Regions from separate parts of the Mus musculus genome. Here region 2 is linked to region 1. A link is a contact called in public HiChIP or PLAC-seq data. All regions are on one chromosome and are shown on one strand. Each heading gives the region's core, a stretch centred on a gene start, on an enhancer-like site or on the middle of the called end of the contact. The rest is flanking DNA. Distances are from core to core; before and after follow the strand shown. Region 1 overlaps Slc12a7 (solute carrier family 12, member 7). Region 2 holds the start of Nkd2 (naked cuticle 2).

Region 1 (7,693 bases), core at 4,765-7,264:
TCCCTAGAGAGGGACCTAAAAGCAGACCTGGATTTCCCAACAGTAGTCTCTCTGGGCCCCAGCATCAGTTCCTGAGAAATTGCCCCAGGACTAGCTGTAAACACTCACACAGGTGCAGCACATGGCCACAATGAGGAAGGACTCCATAACACCAGCTGCCCCCACAATCCAGGTCAGACGCAGGAAAAGGATAACACCCAAGATGTTCTGCAGGCACGGCAGGTAGACTCCGATGAAGGTGCCCATGCGTGGGGCCTAGAACAGAGTATCATATGTCCAGGGAGGCTCAAAGCCTGTACCCAGTAACTCAGTCTGGAACCCTACCCCATGCTTTGGTTTGGAGGTCAGGGGAAATAGGAACTGGGAGGAACATGGTGGCCATCTACAATGAAGCTACAAGGATAGCAAAGATGACTGACAAACATTTATGTTCCAAATAAGACGAGGTTCTGTGGTTCTAGAGCAGAACCCCGGGCATCTAGGGCATTGTGCTGGAGGGAAAGAAAACCATACTAGGCAGACATGGGGGAAATCCACCTGGCTCTGCTTTCCTACCGGGGAGAAGAATCAGAGTGGGAATTCTGGGACAGTAAGATGGAGCCCTTGTTATATATGTGAGACAGCTAAGGGCCCGGACCTTGGTGCCAGGAAGCTTGAGACATGAAAGAAAGGAGGCCAGAGAAGGGCTAGATACCAGTAAGGCTACCTATAAAGTTTAAAAGTCTCATTGTAATATGACAGGAAACAGACTAGAGACCTAGGGAAACAAGAGCTGAGGAGCCAGCAGACCCCAACGAAGGAGGCTCATCTCAGTTTAGGAGAACACAGAATGAGCATGGAGGACCAGCATGAGCACATCCCCTGTGGATGATGACCACAAGGCTGGTACAGAGCGATGCTCACACAGAAGCCTGGCTGAGGATGTCATCCAACCTGAGACCACACAGGGAGAGCCCAGCAGCTAAGGATCGGTACTGGATGGTTGCAGCCGGCCAGAGGGCAGAGTGCAAGAACAACAAACTGACCACCTAAACCTGAGAAGACAGGATGGCAGCTCAGGCCTGTATAGGACCCCTGCCACTGTGAGCCATCCAGGGCAGGGCAGCTTAACTTCCACCAACCCGACATCAAAGATTTCACAGGAAAAGAAAAGAGGGGGTGGGAGGAAGCTCTGGGTTTGAAAGCCTGGAGACCTTAGCCCTGAGCCCAAGGCCAGTGAGCATCACAGTAAACATATATATCCCTCTCTATATATATATATATGTATATGTGTGTGTATGTATATATATGTGTGTGTATGTATGTGTATATACACACACACACATATATCAAGAGGGAGACCTAAGCCTTAACCTCATGCCCTCCCTATCTTCGAGGCCTGCACACTGCATTCTGGGGTCAGAAGATAAAGTCTTTATGGGTTTGGATTCTACAAGCTGGCAGATGAAGAAAAGCCTTTGGGACTTTTTGAGAATTATTTTTATCTTTATTCTGTTGTGTATACATACATGTGTGTTGGTATATGCACATGAGTGAGAATTATTTTCATCTTTATTATGTTATATGTACATATACATGTGTTGGTATAGTGCACATGAATGTAAATACCAATAGAGGACAAAGGAGGGCATTGGCTCCCTTTGAAATGCAGTCCTAGGTGGTTGTGAGCTGTCCAGCATGGATCTTCTGGAAGAGTAGCAATCACTCTCACTTGTTGAGCCATCTCTCCAACCTGTCTTGTTAATTTTTCGGTGTACAAGAACACAGTGTGAGATGGACGTTAGAGGCAGCCAATAGCTCTAATAGAAACATGGCAGACAAAAAACTTGTCTAGGCAGGCCATTGATGGGTGGTAGCCTGAGATACACAAGAAGCTGCCAGGCCACATAGCTTAGCTTCAGATCCCACTGAGACACGGGCTCAGGAGCTGTCTGCCCAATATCCTACTGCCTGGGGTTCCCAGTGCCTTCAAAAGGGGGATGGCCACCTCTGAACTCTTAGCTTTGTCCAGATGATCCAGACCTGTTTACAACCCAGAAGCAGCTCAAAAGAAAGTGATTCCTGTCTCTGGGGACAAGCTTCTGTGCCATCAGAGGAGACACCAGAGGCGGGCTCTACTTCTGTCCTGCCAACCCAATGGATCCCTAAGTAGGACATTTTCAACCACAATAAGCAGCTCTGCTGTGAGCTGTTAATCAACTAAAATCCAGTCCAGAAACATGTTACCCAGGGAAACACTAGCCAGAGAATTGACATACTTTGTGTTAGGGTAAAATATACTATGGCTGTACTAAGTATAATATCCCCAAACCTGGATGCCCTGCTTACAAGGACGGGTTCCTTCCACACTGCCCTTGTAGGCAGCGAAGTCTGCTGGGCTCCACTCTAAGGAAATAAGGACTAAACTACGGGATCATCCTGAGCAGGGCCTTGACTAAGCAGAGTTGCAGCTGAGGGTCAGTTCCAAGATGCATTCAGTCTAGTGTCTGTTCCCTGGCACAAGCCAAGTTTTCCTTGGACACATATTCCAGCAGACAAAAGAGATAGACAGATGGACAAATGGACATGTGTGCTGGGGACAGGGAAGGCCTGGGGCTTCTGAGGCCCAAGAACCTGTTGGGCCATGGGGCAGCGCTGGGAGCACAAGCATACCCCACCAACACATTTGAGTGACAAACCTACAGCCCCTAAATTCTCCTTTATAGCAGCCCATCATTCAGCAGATCTGGGCAGCTGTGACTCTGCCATCTCAACAGGGTCAGCTAAGGATGCCCAGAGTATCTGGGAGAGGGCAGGAAAAGGCATGGCCGAGACAGTGTTTCTAAGAGCCACTGCTCTACTGCCAAGAAGACAGCCCATGCCTCTGTTAACCTTAGCCCTGTCCCCAGAGACCACATGGCCCCAGATCTGAATCGTCTGGGAAGTGCTGAACACTGTGTAGACTTGACCCTGCTGTCTTTACAGCAGGAGGAAAGAAGACAGCCAATGCCACTCTGTGGCCTGACTTTCATAGAGCCACAGTCAGGCTGGGTACTGGCTCATGAGAAGCACCTTGGAAGCAGATAGATGTGACAAACAGATGTGACAAATCACCTTCATCTTTGCTCACCAGCATTGAACTCTTCCCTCCAGAGAAAGCAGAGACCTCAGGGAGCTAGAACTGAGGGGAATAAAACTCAAAAGCTTTAGGGAAGGCTTTAAGCCAGACATGATGGCACACACACACCTGCCATCCTAGTAACTGAAAGCAGAAGCAGGAGAACTACTGTGAGTTCAAAGCCAACTTTGGGTGACATAGTGGGCTTCTGGCCAGATTGAGACTATCTCAAAAACAAATAAATAAACACTGCAACCAAATAATAAAATGAAACACAAAGTCAGGCCTCAGGCAGGGTTTAGTGCCACTCCTTCTCCTTGGAGCTATATGGATCCCAAGGATGCCCACTCAAGAGTATCCAGGGCAGCCTGCACATGACTTCTAGGACCTTGTCCCTTCCCAGAAGCTGGTGGTGTCCACTGAGACACGGTACCGTATAGATGAAAATGGTCAAGCCTCATGAAGGGAAAGGCACACGTGATCTGAAAACCTGGCAAGGGTGTTCTCTGTCTAGAAACCTCCAAGACTGCTATCTGCCTGAGGGGAGCGCGTGTACCTTGACCTCTCGCCTCCGGCTGTCCTCATCTTCCTCATGCTCTACCACACCCTGGCTCAGGTTGGTATAGTTGGCCAGCTTGTTCAGCAGTGATGACACCATGGGGTTGCTGTCCATCTCTTCCTGTGGGTGCAAAGCATCACATAGGTAGGAACCAGGTCCGTCAACATCCCAAGGCAGCGGTCCCTGGCCCAGGAGATCCATCTGTCCCAGGGCTGTGTAGAGCTCAAGAGCCCACAGTCAAGTGAATGGACCCCCCCAACCCCCATCTGTGTGCCCAGAACATCTATCCAACAGGTCTGGAATCAGAAGTCAGGGGCACTGAGAGTCCTCAAGGCTTTTAGGAACTGTAAGGAATGCACCAGCCCAGGTTGCAGCTCACTTATCAGAAACAGATAAACTCAGTGGATCTCAGGCTGAGAAGCACCTTGCTCCTTCCTCATCAGCCCAGGCTGCCCTTGCCTGGGGCACGGGAGATGGCCACTCCTTTACCTTCTTCCCACAAGTTCTTCACTAATGTACCTTCTTCGTGTAGAAACTGAAACAAAATTACCTCAAAAAGTGCCATGTTCTTCCCCTCGAAGTAGCTCTCTCTTTCCACCTCCACATTATTGATGAAAGGGCTGTTTTCCCTGGGGTTTCCATCTCCTGTGGAAGATAGTCAGTCAGGTTAGTCTCAGGATCGTAGGCCATGCAGGCTCTGAGCCAGGGAGTGGCCAAATCAGTAGGTCCGGGACCCTGTATTCTAATTCCTTCCCCGGCAGGGTCTTGGCAGAGATGTGCCTCTGAGGGACTCCGTATCCCTTGGTACCCAGGACAGGTCTCATACAGCCAGGTTCCCAGAACAGTCCTCTCTGCCTCAGTTTCCACATATGAGATGGTACTGTTCTATGTCTTCTTCTCCCCTCGGGGTAGCCAGGCTCACTGCACACCACACTGGACTGGTGAGTACTCAAGTAAGAATACACACACACCCAGGAACAGCTTCGGAGAACTGGCTCAGTTTATTGGCGGGGAGAACAAAGGCTATTTAAACCTTTTAGGGGGTGAGTGCAGGCAATTGAGGGTTGGTTGGGACTGAGGTCCTGGGGATGTCTCATTTGCATGGGGAGAAACTTCAGGTGCTGCTGGACACGGCCTTATAAGGGGAAAGGAAGCTTAACTCCGAAACAGCTATATGACCTCCTCTGGTGAGGCATGAGTGGGTGGGTACACAGGGCTATGTGTGCAGAGAAAGGCAGGCCCGAGGCAGGGGGAGTGACCCTACTCCTCTCAGGAACAAGGGGCAGTAAAAAGGAACACCCACCCCACCCCACCTCAAAAAAAAATCAAGAACAGTCTTGGCAAATGGAGCAAGGGGAGACAGGTTAGATCCTCAGTGTGTTCTACACTAGTACCCTACAAGTAGGATCCTCACCTCTGCTTCCTCTCCATGTCCACAGTCAACAGGGAGTTTTGGACACTCAAGGCCCTTGACAGGCAGGTCCAGTAACCATTGCAACCTTATGATGCCCTGGATAACAGGAGACCACACCTTGGGGGTTTGGATTCCTGAGCATGGAGTACCAAGGCATGGGGCACATGGTCTTGATACCTCATGTTCCAGCTGCCCCAGGATGCAGACATTTGTTCAGTCACAAAAAAATATAAGGTTACAGTTTGACATCCGTTGAGGCTTAAGTAGGGCTCCTGAGGTACTGCCGTCAGAGGTCTGCAAAAAGGGAGCATCCTTGAAGAAGGAAAGAACCCGAAGGAGACTTCTGATACGAGACCTCTCCCCGAGCCCAGGTCACCTTCTGGAAGTAAGACCAAGGCTCACAACCTCAGATGACAGAAACAAAGGGCTTCAGGAGGACCAAGAACAGAGTCCTGATGTGACAGCTTGAGTCCCCTGTGCTGGTGTCTGGAACCACGGTCTTGATCGCTGAGCATATCATGGGTCGGAACATAGGGTAGGAGCAGGGCAATGATTCTTGGACTTTTTCAAGGTAGCTACTTGGAAGGAGAAACCAGGTAAAGATTCTAAACAGCCTCCAGTTGGGTGACAGCAAGTTACATTATTCCCCTTTCAAGTCCTACTAACCAGACATGTGATACATCTGACATGACTATCCTAAAAGCCAAGTACCTCACAAACAGATTGGCCCCATTAAAGACTAAAGCCCTCTTTGAGGGAGGAGGCACACACACCAGGGTTGGTTTTGTTTTGTTTTGTTTTGTTTTGACAGTAGCTTTGAATTTCAAATTCCTTAAATCCCATTGGGATTATGCTGGCCTTCCGGGGAAGGCCCACACACACCTCCTACCCTACTAGCTAGTTCAGACGGTGGTTTACCATCAATCCTGATTGGTACCCAAACAGGAGCTGCTGACGCAGGTTCCTGAAGCTCACTAGATCCTTTCTGTCTCAGGATACACCCGACCCAGGTCCTAGTAACAAACTCCAATAATCAAGGTCATCAAGGGTCAGGGAACAAAAGAACACAAAGTGCCCTGCCCTGAATTTAAGTAGGCCCCTAAAATGTGGCATCCGATTACTTACGCTAAACCAAAGCAGAGGGAGAAACCTTTGTTAGGGCCCACAGCCCAGAAGTGGCTTTGGTCTAATAAGAAATTCCCTCACCAGTATGCACTCAGATGCTGTAAACCACCCCCTCCCCCCATACCCTCTCCACCCATGTCCCAGTCCTCCTAATTCAAGGCTCTTAGCTTTCCCCAGATCACCAAGGAACTACAGTAAGGTAGGAACAGAACTGATGGTAGTCTTCTGCAGAGAATTCATGGAGCAGCACAGACTGCTGAAAACATAGCCACACTATGCTTCCCAGCGGTGTGCCTTTGATAAGACAGGAACTCTAAGGACAGTGGAATATACACAGCAAGGCTCAATCCCACCCAGAGCTCATACATCAGGACCTTGGAGCAAGTAGGAGGGGACAAGATTGTAAGCCACACCATGGACTGATGCTGAAAATATGGCTGGCTGGTCCTTTACTGGATGGTGAGGAAGCTGGAAACAGAGTATGTCTGCTGATCTGCCTATGCATATATGCTCACCCTTGGGAAATCAGGCAGAGCCTTTCATACAAGTGAAGGCTTACAGGCCAAGGCACAACCTCCCTGGGTACCCATCAAACCCATACCTGCCCCTACACAGAGACACCAGGCCAGCATCCTGTAGAACTTCCTTCCATCTGGAGGCAAGACCCTGTACTATCAACTGTCCCTAATGTGAGATCTCCTCATCTCACCAACTTCAAATCTTACTTACATGTGGCAGATATAAGACAGTCAAAGGACAGATGAAGTCACACGGAAAGAAACAGGAGAGGTGGACCACAGCAAGACAGAAACTTAACAGATATAAGAGCCCTGGCCAAGAGAGAGCCGAACAGTGCGGTTCAAACCTTCCAAGGAAAGAAGTGTGAGCTGAAGGGACGCTGGCCAGCTCTAGCATGGCTCTGGAGGGCCTTGCCCTTCTCCCTGAGTCCTTCTGCCTTGCTAAAAATCATGAGATTACATTCCTAGAGCTAGCCCCCAAGGTCTATTCCCAATCCTTCCTCCTGAGCCTGACTACCAAAAGTCCAGGTACCAAAGTACTGAAGTTCGGTGATTAAAAGCCCCCTTTGGTTCACCATGCCCAATTAAAATTAAACACCTCATCCTAACACAAGACTTCCTATTTTACGTTTAGAAGTCACCAATTGGCCATGTCTGTCTCCTCTCTATTACAAGACAGTCCTTTGTCCTCAAGGACAAATAACCCTCTACCCTCCCCTCTCCCTTGCTCCTCTCCCATCATCCTTTATCTCCTACCTTTGTTTCTTACTCCCTACCATTTGTCCCTGTGGGGCAGATAAATCTCCTTCATGCTGAGAAGGGGTCTTGGGAATCCTGGGCCAATACTTTTCCTTTCATAACCTTTAACCTATATAAATATTATGCTAACCACCCAGAACACTATAACCAAACACAGAATCCTCATTGTTCAGTTCCTTCTCCAGAGTATGGGTAAAACATTCTAGAACAGCATCCCAGGT
Region 2 (6,947 bases), core at 545-3,044, 65 kb before region 1:
GCAGGGGGTGTAGAATTCAAGGGACAGAGATAAGCCTGGACACAGGATCAGTGAATGGAAACTCACTCTCACCCTAGGTCACCTCCTGGGCCTCAAGTCCCAGCCTGAGGCTACTTTTGCCCAGTTTGACAGTTACACTGGGCCTTGTCTTCTCAGGCCAATAATGTACCTACCTTACTAAGCAGTGGCTCTGGGAGTGGGGAGGGTGGGAAGAATGGACATTTCTGGAAATTTCCATCCAAGTCTGTCTTCATCAACTAGGAAGTCGCACTCTCTACACCTAAACAGGATGAAGCAGAGGACATATAGAGCAAGCCAGCCTCACCTGGTTTGCCCAAAGCTGAGCCTAGACTGTGGTAGGCAGTGGAACACAGTGAAGCCTGTCCTTGTGGGAACCTTCCTCATTTATGGCCTCAGTGATAATGATAGCTATATTTACAAACACTCCCCCAAACATAGTTGTGGATCCTAATCATTGAATCCTCTCCTGGTATCCCATTCCTTCTTTCTCAGTTGCTGGTTGTGGGTGAAACCCTGACACAAAGGAGGGATGAGGCTAGGTGAATGGCCTGGTGGGTAAGGAGTCCTCATAATTACATGAGTCCATTCTACCTGTGTCATGCCCATGGCTGTGAGATGGTCCTGTTCAAGGTAAGCCATTCTGCACTTTTTTGGGGGGGGCAGTCATGAATCCTTAATATCAACAATTCCAAAGGACTTCAGAAGTTCAAGGTCATCTTAGCTATACATGGAGTTCAAGGCCAGCCTGGAATACAGACCATGAAGAGGCGGGGGGGGGGGGCTGTGGTTCTTTGCAGAAAGTATGTGCTAAAATTAAGTCACTCTAGGAGTTGAATGTTCTAGAGCAGACTATGTGAACACATCTCTGAACAGAGACAGGCTACTAGGTAGTGGTGACTCTTGAGTGGGAGAGTTGTAGGGTATATGAACCATATCTCAAGAAGGCTGGGAAAGAAAACTACACATTCATTCTTGATCTGTGTGTTACAGAGCTCTATGGGCAAAGTGGAGAACCAAACAGAGAGGTATCCCCAGAATAAGCTGGAGCCCAAGAAAGAAGGGGGAGTGAGATTTCTCTGAAACAAGGGTGGGTGATCTCTTCTAAGGGAGAAGCTGTAGGATGAGATACTGAGAGGGTTTTCAGAGGTTGGCCAGCCAAAGAGGAGCCAGATGGACTAACCACAGCCCAGCAAGGACCCTGCCCCAACCAAAGGCAAAGGGAAGGATGCAGGGCCTGTCCACACTGATGGGCAGCGTTGGTCTTTCATCAATGAGGGAAAGGGAGGAAGGTCTGCTCCAGCGGGCCAGGACTCACTTTAGTCCTACCTGCTCTCCCTCTCTTCCAGGTACCTTCCCATGGCCTTCTACCTCCGCACCCCACTCACCCCCAGCCCCTTCACGACAAGCATGTGCCTAACTCCTCTCACAGCCAAAGGTATCAAGAAGGTTGTCTAAGACGTAGGTAACTCTCTTCCAGGGTTCTCTCTTTCAAAGGAGGATTCCTAATACCGACTCTTGAATTTGGGAATCTCAAGAAAAAGATTGGTGAGGGGTGGAGGGTGTCCCCACAAAAGAAACCGCAGAGAGCCAGAAACCTGGAGTCCACGCAGGTAAGCTCTGTCTGCCCTCAGGGATGCCCTGTGCGAGTCGTTGCTCAGAGCAGGTTCCAAACCGCCTGTCTAGTAAAGTCTTAGGGTAAAGGAGACGCTAAGGTCCACTGCGCTACGGTCCGCGGCCGCGGGGGGCGCTGCGAGAACCCCTGTTAAAGCCCCGTCGCGGGCGCGCGCGCTCAGAGGGAGGCCGGCCGCTGCCCGCGCCGGTGTCTCCGGTTGCCGGGCCAAGCCTCGCCAGACTGCCCGGCCCCGGATCCAGGCTCCACGAGTTGCTCTCAGCTCGGGATTCACGCACCCCGGGCTCGAACCTCGGACGCACACCTGAGAGCTCGGCCGGAGGGTGGGTCCAGGCCCAGCGGAGACATGGGGAAATTTCAGTCCAAGCACGGTGAGGAGCGGGCCGGGGGGCGGGAGAGAGGGGGGCGGGTGGGCGCCGCCACTCACTGTCCCTTCCGTCTTCCCTGTGTCCTCCGACCGTGCCGCAGCCGCAGCAGCCTGCAAGAGGAGAGAGAGTCCCGAAGGTGAGCCCGGGTGCGGTCAGGGAGCGAGGCGGCCCCGGGGCCGGATGCGCAGAGCTCCAAGCTTGGGGCGCGCCTTGCCTCGCGCCCTCGATTGGGACACGCCTTGGGTCTCCGGGAGCGCGTGGCCTCGGGGCTCTGGGTACCGGGTGGGCGCTGCAAGGCAGGCTGGGCAGAAGCGCACTCCACGAAGCTCACGGTCTCCTTCCTTCTCCGTGGGTGCCTTGTTTCCCGCGCGTCTGCGGGCGGGCCGCAGGGGACAGCTTCGTGGTGCCTGCGTACGGGAGCGGTCGCAGGGGAGCGGAAGAAACGGACCGGCGCGCGGGCAGCGGTGTGGAACATCGCTCACGGGACAAGCAGGTAGGTTACGGGAAGGTGGGCTGGGTCGCGCAACTAAGGGCCTTGCAGAACCTGAGTCTTGCCTCTTTACAGTCGGGAGACGCAGAAGACTCATATGGCTGGCCAGGATAGCCTAACCCTCTCCAGCATCTGGCATAGTATCCCAGAGGGGGCTGGGTGGTACTGGAACCTCCAAGCGCTAGGCTGGACTGGTGACTCCACCCCTCAGGCAGGAGGAACTGGTGAAGGGATTCTAAGGCAGAGATGGGACTCAACTAGGGGGGCCATGATCTCAGAATTCCAGGCTTGAGTTGGAGGACCTTCTCCATCTGTTGATGGATGTTATAGGGCTGATTGCTTGCACAATGAAGTTGTCCAGAGGTTAAGGCTACCCTTGCCTCCCATCTTTTGGAGAGCTTAATACAGGCCTGCAGGGAGCATCCCTGGACAAATGGGCAGTGGAAAAAACGGTGTCCCCAAACCATAAGAGCTACCCTGTGTCTGAGAGAAGATGATCCATGTGCTGTGTTTAAGAGCAGAGAACTGCCCAGGGCCAGGGCCCCAGGGATGAGATGTGATGGAGTGTGGGTGAAACACCCACATATCTGCCAGCAAGAAGAAGTAGACATTGGGCTATTGGTGTTGGGGAGAGCAGAGTTTGAAAGGACAAGAACAATACACTTGGTCACCTAGAACTGGCTCCCCACTACTGGCTCCCACTACAGATAGACTCCCTCACTGGCTGGGAGCTCTGTGAAGTCGGCAAGTGGGCTGGCATCAGTGTTCTTTCTGAAAGGACCTTCTGGTGGGTGAATAGAAACTTCTGGGTGTTCATGAATACTTGGTGTGGCCCTGACCTGAGACCTGGAGCTACGGAGGCTTAAAATAATATGTACTAGAGTTTGGATGTGTGCTTTCTGAGCGGATCTACTGTAGCTGTAAAAGCGGGTATGCTGAGGTATTGTGGGTCCAGTGTGGAGATTCAAACAGTTACATGATGTCCATCTCTAGTAGAGGAGGCCAGACCAGACATCCAGTGCTGCCCACCCAGGTCCATTTTGCTACCACTTACATTTGCTGAGGAATTTTTGGTGGCCAGTTGATGCTTCTACACAGCTTGGCTCTCAGATGCACGTTATTGGAGCTGGTCTCTGGGAACCTGTTCATGCCATGGGAGAGCATTTAGACTGGCCCTTCCCCTTAGCTGTCAAGCCTAGGGTTTTTCTCCCTAGCAACAAGTCTGAGCTCAGTCCTTGGACTCCTCACTTGAGAGCACTGGTATTCAGAATAGGACACAATTTAGCTGACAAGGAAGTGGTTGTCACTGGAGTGTGAAAGCCAGAGCATCTTTCTGGAGAGTATAGGTACTCCCTGTGTAGAGTGGAATTGTTAAAGTGAAGCTGTGATCTTAGGACCATGAGTACTACTCTTTGGGTCATTTTTTGTGTTGTTGTGTGGGCTCTGGCTTGCATTGCTTCTTTTAGCGTTGTCCTTGGCTTTTCCAAGGTGGCTAAGAGCAGAGTCTTAGTAGAACTGACTTGGCTTAGGTAGCTATAAGCAACAAACCTGGGTTTTCCTTATCTGGCTGTGGCTCCTGGCCAGGCAAGACCTTGAGCTGAGGCCACATTGCTGCCTTTGTGCCTAGAAACTTGGGCTATACTAGGTAGCTCTTGCCCGGGTCTGGAAGGGACTATATCGCCATACTCTTTCTTCTGTCTGGAAAACTAAGTGGGGACAGTTAGTGTTGGGTCTGTGTCCTTTCTGAAATCCTTCTTTTCACAGTGTCCAGAGTTCTGACTTATTGTCCTCCCAGGGGCTGTGCCCTAAGGAAGGGCAGCCCTGATTACACTGCATAACACTTCCTACCACCAACTCTCAGTGACTCATGCCAGGTCATTGGGAGACTTGCATCTCCTCTTCTGGCTTCTCATCTGCTTTTCCCATTCTCTAAAACCAGAAGGATGGAGTTGCTTTTGACTCTGTTACTGAGCTGTACATCTGTGTCCATCTATAAGTCTGCACTGGCCTGTGCATCTGTGTCCATCTAAAAGTCCCCTCAGTCCCACTTCCTGCCTTCATTGGCCTCCATTGCTATTCCCAGAAGCTCTGCTGTGTGTCAGCACCTGTGTGGCTCCTTGCCTGTGGGGATATGAAGGGAGGAGCATGGGTCTGTTAGCAATAACCAAGCGCTGGTTTGGAGAGAAGCAATTGGCTTCAGAACTTCTGTGGTCACAGGCTTTGAGATAGTACTGATGGGGATGTAGTTCAAACAGCATTTGGTGGAGGCTTTTCTCAAAGTTGACTGAGTAGTCTTCCATGAGATAGTCTCCTTATGTGTGTCCCTTCTTCCATGAGACTGTCTTTAATTTCTTCAGCTCCCCCCGAGGCTGGCAGGAAATTGCTAAGAAGACAAGAGTCACTGTTATTTTTGTTGTTGTTGTGAATTAAACACAGATTTCCATTGAGCCCGAGGAAGGAACATTCTGCTCATTCTAGGGGTTTTAACTTGGCCTTTGAGGGATCTGCCTGGATGTAAGTTGACTGAGAACCATGTCCATGGCTGTCTGTGGACATTCTACAGCGGTCCATATTTGCAAGAGGGAAGGACATGACTGCTTAGCCTGTTGGGGGATTGTGTGGCTGTCTTGAGCAAACTGGAACTTTACAATGCCACTTGCCAGCTCCAACCACATCTCCATGGCCGCTCTGTGTGTGCTGCCACGTTATTACCTTGCAGAAAGGAGATAGATAACTTTGTAAGATATGGGGGTGATCAGCATAAGACCTTGTGGTACCTTTGAGGGCTGAATCCACTGTGCAGACTTTGGCTTCTAGCAAAACCCATCAGCCCTCATCATCATCTTGTCTATAGGTTCCTCGGAACTGGAAATCTTGCCCATTCGTGCTTTGATACCTTCTGACTGGCTAGAATTCTCTGGACCTGGCTATCAAGCCTCAGCCCCTTAACTCTGATGCTCCTGCTGTGGCAGAGGTGGCTAGTTATTTGCCTGACCTGAGCAAGGAGCCACCTCACCTGCAAATTTACATGCTTTTGTTAGGGAAGGGGAGATGTTAGCCTTTGAGAAATTCCTCATGTTTCTGTCACAGCCTGAATACCTCCCTATCCCTGGTCAGAAACATGGTACATGGGCCATAAGACATCTGCAGGGAATATATGGAGCTCCAGGGAGGTGATCAGAACTTCATGGTTTCTCTTTAGCTGCTAAGTTTTACAGCCCCCAAGAAGAAGCCGTATTTCTCTGGGACTGCCTACAGAACGTTTAGAATGGAGGTCCTGAAAGCACCTGAGTAGAAGAGGAATAGCTTAGGTGTCAGTGGCAACCATCACAGCATGTCATCATTGCTCCCCATCACCTCTGTGCCTTCTGTGTCTGGCTTTTGGGACCCAGTCGGAGTCTCGAGACGTTGGCACAGAAGTGCAAAGGGATCCAGGGTCTCACTTTGATGCAGGAACATCAAGGACAGGCCTGGGGGACTAGCAACATCAAGGAGTCATTGTCAGTAGTCAGGTGGCACTGAATACCTGCCCCTTTTTTGCTTCTGAATTTGCAGGTGTCTCATTGAACCCCACAAATGTGTGATAAGCTGAGTGGTTCTCACCCAAAGGGATTTGAATTAGCCGAGGTCTCAGGAACCACCTGGCTGATTTGCAGGAAATGCCTCTAGGAGAGGTGAGGCAAAATTGGCCTGAGAACTAAACCTCAAGGGGCTGGTATCAGTGTTTTTAGGCACATGGCTGAAGGTTACCTCTGAAGAGATGGATAGGGCTAAATAGAGGAGAGAAAGGAGGCACAGGCCACGGGGCTATCCCTGTGTTGCAGAAGGTGTTGAGGTCACCTCAAGCACTAGCCAGGTGCCATGCAGTCAATGTCTGACCCAGTCTGGTACTTGGAGGCCCTGAAACTGCTGTGATGTACTCTGCCACTGAGGGACAGTGCATGGTTGGGCTCTGCCTTTGCTCATTGCCTGGTTCTCTGGTGTCTGATGACAGGAGCTCTGGGAGGCTGACCATATGAGGCCATGATTAGGGCTGTGACCACAGAGACTGGAGGGGCAGATTCCTGATGTCTACAGTAGTGTTGGCTAGCACAGCCTCTCTGCATGAAGGTCATTGGCCACTGGAGTAGTGTTCCCCTGGGATTCAAGTTCTTTGAGAGGTTCCCAAGAAGATTAGCAAGTGCTCTCTGGAGGGCACAGAGGGAATGGGCATGTGCAGATGTGCATATTGTTCACCTCTGCATCTGAAAAGCATAGGTCAAGACTCTCAGAATGTGGGGTGTTTTGCCTCAAGGTGCCACCTGGATTTGGGGAGTGGGGGTAGAGGTTTCATAGACAGCTAGGACTAAGGCTTATACTGGGTAACTTGTCTTGTCTGGATTTCTAAAATAGCTTCAAGTCACAGCCGCTTATTTTGGTGCTGAAGGAGCTAAAATCT

The links. HiChIP or PLAC-seq counts read pairs in DNA pulled down with a chosen protein or histone mark.
Region 2: a contact with region 1 is called in an H3K27ac HiChIP or PLAC-seq map of embryonic stem cells, with 6 read pairs. The contact joins the promoter of Nkd2 here to the enhancer-like site in region 1. A contact is called at or near these places in 1 of 39 promoter capture datasets (embryonic stem cells), 1 of 484 Hi-C or Micro-C datasets (double positive thymocytes), 3 of 115 datasets of contacts at active chromatin or transcription factors (all in embryonic stem cells) and 3 of 9 other capture datasets (adipose tissue, embryonic stem cells and liver).

What each region holds. Positions count from the first base shown.
Region 1 is chr13:73,781,127-73,788,819 of GRCm38.p6, reverse strand. It overlaps Slc12a7 (solute carrier family 12, member 7), which reads right to left. Exons shown (of 24, transcript NM_011390.2): 2 at 4,207-4,301; 3 at 3,654-3,776; 4 at 109-255. Among named protein-coding and RNA genes, the nearest start is that of Slc12a7, 21 kb to the right of the region's middle. Within about 2 kb of position 6,014, at least 12 of the 459 cell types and tissues checked have an H3K27ac peak or open chromatin away from gene starts, as enhancers often do. A contact at or near this core is called in embryonic stem cells, where this site is marked.
Region 2 is chr13:73,842,478-73,849,424 of GRCm38.p6, reverse strand. Nkd2 (naked cuticle 2) reads left to right here and starts at 1,794. Exons shown (of 10, transcript NM_028186.5): 1 at 1,794-2,022; 2 at 2,120-2,155; 3 at 2,409-2,512. The coding sequence starts at 1,998. It overlaps Gm30303 (a long non-coding RNA gene), which reads right to left and starts at 1,817. Exons shown (of 3, transcript XR_382654.4): 1 at 1,617-1,817; 2 at 174-280.